Regions from separate parts of the Danio rerio genome. Here region 1 is linked to region 2. A link is a contact called in public Hi-C data. All regions are on one chromosome and are shown on one strand. Each heading gives the region's core, a stretch centred on a gene start, on an enhancer-like site or on the middle of the called end of the contact. The rest is flanking DNA. Distances are from core to core; before and after follow the strand shown.

Evidence for each region. A called contact is a pair of places that touch in the nucleus more often than the background predicts.
Region 1: a Hi-C map of an unstated tissue shows a contact between it and region 2, with 2.0 times the contacts expected there. The contact joins two enhancer-like sites.

Annotation. Positions count from the first base shown.
Region 1 is chr7:53,211,392-53,214,589 of GRCz12tu, forward strand. arhgap36 (Rho GTPase activating protein 36) reads right to left here. Exons shown (of 13, transcript NM_001351681.2): 11 at 1,173-1,369. Among named protein-coding and RNA genes, the nearest start is that of usp12b, 44 kb to the left of the region's middle. Within about 2 kb of position 1,485, at least 9 of the 62 cell types and tissues checked have an H3K27ac peak or open chromatin away from gene starts, as enhancers often do.
Region 2 is chr7:53,150,843-53,154,361 of GRCz12tu, forward strand. No RefSeq gene overlaps it. Among named protein-coding and RNA genes, the nearest start is that of rasl11a, 12 kb to the right of the region's middle. Within about 2 kb of position 1,584, at least 14 of the 62 cell types and tissues checked have an H3K27ac peak or open chromatin away from gene starts, as enhancers often do.

The DNA of each region.
Region 1 (3,198 bases), core at 235-2,734, 60 kb after region 2:
CCATTATGTTTTAAAGACATTTTTATTCAGTATTTTGCAAGGATGCATTAAAATTTCTAAACAAAAATGCTCTATATTAAAAAATGCTAATTTAATTTACAAACATATTTTTATACAGCTTACCAAGAAACATATCAATGGGATAGTTAATGCAAATTTATATTTATCTATACAGATACAGTAAAGACCACCTGTTTATTTTTTCCACAATTTCAGTTTAACGGAGAGCAGATTTTTTCAACACATTTCTAATCATAATAGTTTGAAGAACTATTTTCTAATAACTGATTTATTTTATTTTTGCCATGATGACAGTAAATAATATTTGACAAGATATTTGTCAAGACACTTCAATACAGCTTAAAGTGACATTTAAAGGCTTAACTAGGTTAATTAGGTCAACTCAGCAGGTTAGGGTAATTAGGCAAGTTATTGTATAATGATGGTTTGTTCTGTAGACTATCAAAAAAAATTGTATATATAAATAAATATTTATATATTTATTATTATTATTATATGTACAATATTATATATATATATATATATATATATATATATATATATATATATAACCGGCTTTATTGAGGAAAATATGTCTTAACTAAATCCTGTTGTTACAAGAAATTACCTTTTATAACATTATTAAGTGAAAAAAATAGGCTAGCCTGTGTGTGGCAGCATTGCGTCACCGTGAATGAGTCGGCCTATCTGGTTTCAGAATATAAAAAACAAGCCTTTATTCGTTTTTGCTCTTTGGATGCATGTGTGTATTTATACATACATAATAAATATACATATTGCACACACAATTATTATGTGTAATGTGTAATAATGTTACATTTATAAAAACAATTCAAGCTGTCTTACACCTTTTATTCTTTTGATCCTTAAAAAACCCTGTTTGTTGTTTAATGTATTCATTAATTAATAAAAGATCAAGTTTAAACTAAATTCTGTTATTTTAAACCTTACATTTTATCATAGGCTCTTGAAAAGAAGGTATTATCTTGATGCATTTTCCACAATTTATTTATTAAATAGATGCAGTAAGCAAGAAATGTTAAAGACTAAACTTTTGAATGGTAGTGCATATAATGACACACACGCACACAAAAAGAGGAAGCAGATTAGAAGTCCACAGCCTCGTTTGAAGAAGTCTGCACTATACTCACGTTTCCTGTTAGTGTTTAGATGAAGTACATTGAGCAGGACCTCGCTGCTCAGACTTCCTATTGCAGAATGCTCTGGGTACAGAGGACACAGTGGCTCCCGGGATGAAAGGTCATCACTGGACTGACCCATGGAGTCCAGAGACGACTGAGTATCCCTCCGTCCACCAGAGTCCGGTTCCACTGTTAGGCTGCTACTGCTGCTGTCACAATGGAGAGACATTAGAGTCATACACACAATAATGCACTTCAGTGTTTGGACAAGTGGCAATTATTGTCGCTTTGCCTCTGTAATCAGGCACATTAATCATGACAGCCTTTAATTTAGAGTATTTAGCCGATTAACAATGTAAACAAATGTTTGGGTTACAGGGTTCTGTCCTTTGAATTGGGAAATGATAATTATTATATAATAAGGAGAATTATATTTAAAGCGGCACAGTGGTTTAAAGTGGCTCAGTGGTTAGCACTGTTGTCTCACAGCAAGAAGGTCGCTGGTTCGAGTCCCTGCTGGGTCAGTTGGCATTTCTGTGTGGAGTTTGCATGTTCTCCCCGTGTTTGTGTGGGTTTCCTACAGGTGCTCTGGTTTCCTTCACAGTTCAATAGGTGCTATAGGTGATATTAGGTAAACAAAATCGGCCTTAGTCTATGAGTGCACGCATGAATCTGTTTCCCAGTGTTGGGTTGCAGCTGGAAGGGCATCCATTTTATTTAAATAAAAAAGACTATTTGAAATTTGAAAGTCAAAGGTGTGTTCATGGCATAATTATCATAATTACACCATTCTAACTAGTAAAAAGCATTCTTGTCTGTGTAATATAAAATGCTGTGGGACACACACACACACACACACACCCAAGAATCTTGAATTTGATTGTCAGCAAGCAGTTTGATTGTGTTTAGGTACCAATTTCTATAGAATCAAATTTAATTTCAAGAGTTCACACTTAGATATTGTTTGACAACTATTAGCAAGTTAGCAGGTTTGGCATGCAGAGAACCCTGAGCTCAGAGATAGTTGAGCCCAGGGCTCCCGCCTGGTCCATAGAGCATGTGAGGGGAGTACGAGATCAAGTGGTTCTTGAGAGCTCCCCCTGGTAAAAGAGGAAAGGAGGAGAAGGAAAGGAGGATGGGTGGTTTCTTCGAAAAAAATGAAGATAAGGGAGTAGTTCTAACTAGGCTACTTATAGTGAGTTTGGATCAATCTGATTGGCTAGCCAATGCGTGTAGATGAGTGGCCAGCTGCAGTCAACCATATCACGTGCTCCTCTCAAAATTAGTTTGTGAAACTTCACCTAATGTTTGCATTTGAATGTGCCTGTATATTTAAGTACTATTACATTTAAATGACTTTCAATCAAGTCATCAAGGCAACAATAGAACAACAATAGTTAAACACTGAGATACCACAACAATATTCCATCCATGTGGACATGATCCAGTGTCATTGTCTAAAAAACTGACCCCAAATCTCCTTTTCTATTCTTCTAAACTTCAATTATTCATTCATTTTCTTTTTGGCTTATAGTCCCTTTATTAATCAGGGTTGGCCACAGTGGAATGAACCGCCAACTTATCCAGCATATTTTTTTCGCAGCAGATGCCCTTCCAGTCGCAACCCAACACCGGGAAACATCCATACAAACTCAATCCCACACATACACTACAGACAATTTAGCTTACCCAATTCACCTGTACCCCATGTCTTGTGGACTGTGGGGGAAAACTGGAGCACCCGGAGGAAACCCACGCCAACATGGGGAGAACATGCAAACTCCACACAGAAATACCCAGCTGGGGCTTGAACCAGCAACTGTCTTTTTATGAGGCGATCATGCTACCCACTGCGCCACCATGATGGCCCCCCTTTTCTAAACTTGTAAACTCTAAAACTTAAAGTATTACAACAGAAAAAGTAAGAGGACCTTAATGGCTCCAAGCAAAACATCATGAGTTGACATCTCAATATTACTGTAGTAAGACATGGCATGTGAACGCACCAGAAGAATATGAAGTTAACTGTTGTAAT
Region 2 (3,519 bases), core at 334-2,833:
ATAGCTAGAAGGTTGCTGGTTCAAGTCTAGGCTGGACCAATTGTTCTTTCTGTGTGGAGTTTGCATGTTCTCCCCATGTTGGTGTAGGTGCTCCGTTTTCCCCCCACAATCCAAACACATGCACTATAGATGAAGTGAATAACTAAATTGGCCATAGTGTGTGGGTGATTGAGTGTGTATGGGTGTTTCCTGGTACTAGGTTGTGGCTGGAAGGCCATCTGCTGCATAAAACATATGCTGGAATAGTTGGTGGTTCATTCCACTGTGGCAACCTCTGATAAATAAGGCACTAAAAAGAAGGAAAATGAATGAATTAATGGTTCAGGCAGAATTAGCTTCAATACAGCAATTTCTAGAGAATTTAGTATACTCTAATACTGATACATAAATTTATGAAATTTTCTAAAAATAGTTTTGAGGTCTTATGTTGCACTTTTTAAGAATGGTACTTCATGGATCTAATTATGAAAATGTTCTATTTACCACCCAAAGGGTCTTGCTATTATTACAAGGCAAGCTGATAAGCTCTAATTTGGTACTGTTTAGCACCATATTTGAGTTTAGATTATCTCCATAGAGACAGCCCAAAATGAACATTCACTTATTATTTATTCTCCCTCAAGTCATTCCAAACCTTTATGAGTTTCTTTTATTCCCAGGGTGAACACAAAATAAGTCATTTTGAAAAATGACCAATGTAACCATTGACTTGGATTTGTTTTTTCTACTATGGAAGTCAATAGTTATCGAGTTGTATAGTTTCCAAAATTTTTCAAAATAAAACACACACTCAAACAGGTTTGTGACAAGTGAAAGGTAAGCAAACAATGTCATAATTTTCAGTTTTGCTCGATTGATCTCTTTATTATCACTCTTCTTGGCCTCTGATTTGATGATTGGTGTCTGATTGTTCATCTTGTGTTCTTATTGGCTCACATAAAGAACTGTATAAAACTAAACATGAGTTGTAGAAAGAACCTTTTTGTTCTTTAACAGTAAATTAACATAAGAGACACTGCATAATGTAAATAAGTTATCACGAAGTAAGAATATGAACAACTCTGTGATTTTAACAAAAACGTCAGACTGAAACTAATAATTTCATGGCGATGACATTAGGGTAAATGTCTTAGGGTGGTTCGTCAGCTGCAGATGCACACAGATCATAAATCATAACTCCAGCTGTCTTCATTCCAACACTTATGAGAACAAATGTGTGTGAATGTGCATTACTATATTCATACTGCAGTATTAAATGGGAGCTGATCTGTTTTCACTGCAGTCAGAATTTGTGAGCTGACATGAACTATAGCAGGTCTCAATTCACACTGACATTTATCACTTTAGAGGATGAGATGGAAGACTGTGTCCTCTTTAAGGCCTCCCAGCTCTTTACTGTAAAACATCTGTCCTCTCTTCTTCCTTCTGTTACTTTTCAGCATTAATCTCTTTCTCTCCCTTTAACTTCCTGCCTCGCTGCCTGATCCTCCTTTCTCGTTCTGTGTTTTTCCCTCTATCGACTCCCGCTCCTCCTTTGGGAATTGTCTTGGTCATGCTTCCTGTGGCTGTGATAACATAATGAGCTCAGATGGAGAGAAAAAAAAAGTCTCTTACCATTTCACGTCACAGCTGTTTCTCCTCTAATAACACTCTGCTGAGAATTCAAACTTCCTTGGCCAGCTTTCCCAAATGAGCCATAATTAGGACAAACACCAAGTCCTCATGAGTCAGAGGATAACATAAGTCCTCTTGGCTTTCTCAGTTCTTTGAGGCAAACAGGAAGCCATTTATAATTGTAACGTCTGAGAGATGGTTTATTTAATCTGTCTTATTCAAACTAGAGGACAGACGCCACTGATGCAGGCTTGTGGTCGACAATCTAGCAACACATCCCTCAGATTTTTCATAATTGTAGGCAATTTTGGAGAGGCTAGCAATAGCAAGCTAGCTTTGAAAGCTCCTTGAAAACACATAAACACACATAGAGCAGAGTGTGTGAAGCAGCACGAGAGATGTTGTTTGTAAAGGATTGGATGTAAAACTTCTGATTAACTGATGTCTGACGAAAACTTTACACTAACAAACATTAATAAATGTAATGTTAGAATGTAACTGCTTGCAGCATTGAGCTTATCCCTAACCATACACTCTCAGAAATTAACGTACAAAAGTTTTCACTGGGGCAGTAGGCTGCATAACTATAGAGTCCGCATTAGTACCTAACCCTCGACGGCCACTTTATTAGGTACACCTGTCCTACTTGTAATGCAAACTTCTAATCATTTGCAGGAACAGAAAACACAGGCTCACCAAAATTTGACAATAGAAAACTCAAAAAACGTTGCCTGGTCTAATGAGTCCTGATTTCTGTTGTGACATTTGGTTGGTAGGTTCAGAATTTGGCGTAAACAACATGAAAGGATGGATCCATCCTGCCTTGAATCAACAATTCAGACTGGTGGTGTAATACTGTGGGGGATAGGTTCTTGGCACACTTTGGGCCCATTAGTACCAATTGAGCATCGTGTCAACACCACAGCCTACCTGAGTATTGTTGCTGACCATGTCCTTCCCTTTATGACCACAGTGTACCCATCTTCTGTTGGCTACTTCCAGCAGTATAGTGCGCCATGTCATTAAGCACAAATCATCTCAGACTGGTTTCTTAAACATGACAATGAGTTCACTGTTCTCAAATGGCCTCCACAGTCACAGATCTCAATCCAATAGAGCACCTTTGGGATGTGGAACGGGTGATTTGCATCATGGATGTGCAGCTGACAAATCTCCAGCAACTTCGTTATGCTATCACGTCAATATGGAGCAAAATCTCTGTGGAATATTTGCAGTACCTTGTTGAATCTAAGCCATGAAGGATTAAGGCAGTTCTGAAGGCAAAAAGGGGTCCAACCCGCTACAAGTAAGGTGTACCTAATAGAGTGGCCGGTGAGTGTATAAGGAAATGGTAGTAAAATTATCATGATAGTAACAAAAAAAACAAAAAAAAAAAAAAAAAAAAACAGAAATGGTAAACTTTTGTACTTTTTCTGTGCTAAAATGTATATTTAAGGTACCAATTTGGACCTGGCCTTTACAAAAAAGATACATTTCCAAAAAAAAAGAGGAGTTCCAAAGCTCTAAGGACAATGTCAGTTTACATTCTCAATTTACTTCATTCTCAAAAAAGCTTAAAGCTATTATGCAAAAATCACTTTTATAAGGGGTTTAAACACTCCTTATGTTGTTCAACAGTGTGTGAATATACCCTCTAATGATCAAAAAAAAAATTTTTACAATCACACTTCATGAAAACCGTCTGAAAAAACACTTTGATTGATATTCTCCCATTGTACATATCATCAGAGGGGGAAAGCCCCAACCATTAATGATGATTTTCCAACACAATCTTACAGCAATTTGTAACGTTTGACTAATTTGAATAAATTCATCTTATTCATCAAATTCATGCATCTCATTTGTACAATTTAGTATGAATTGCTCATATCCTAATAGTAGTTA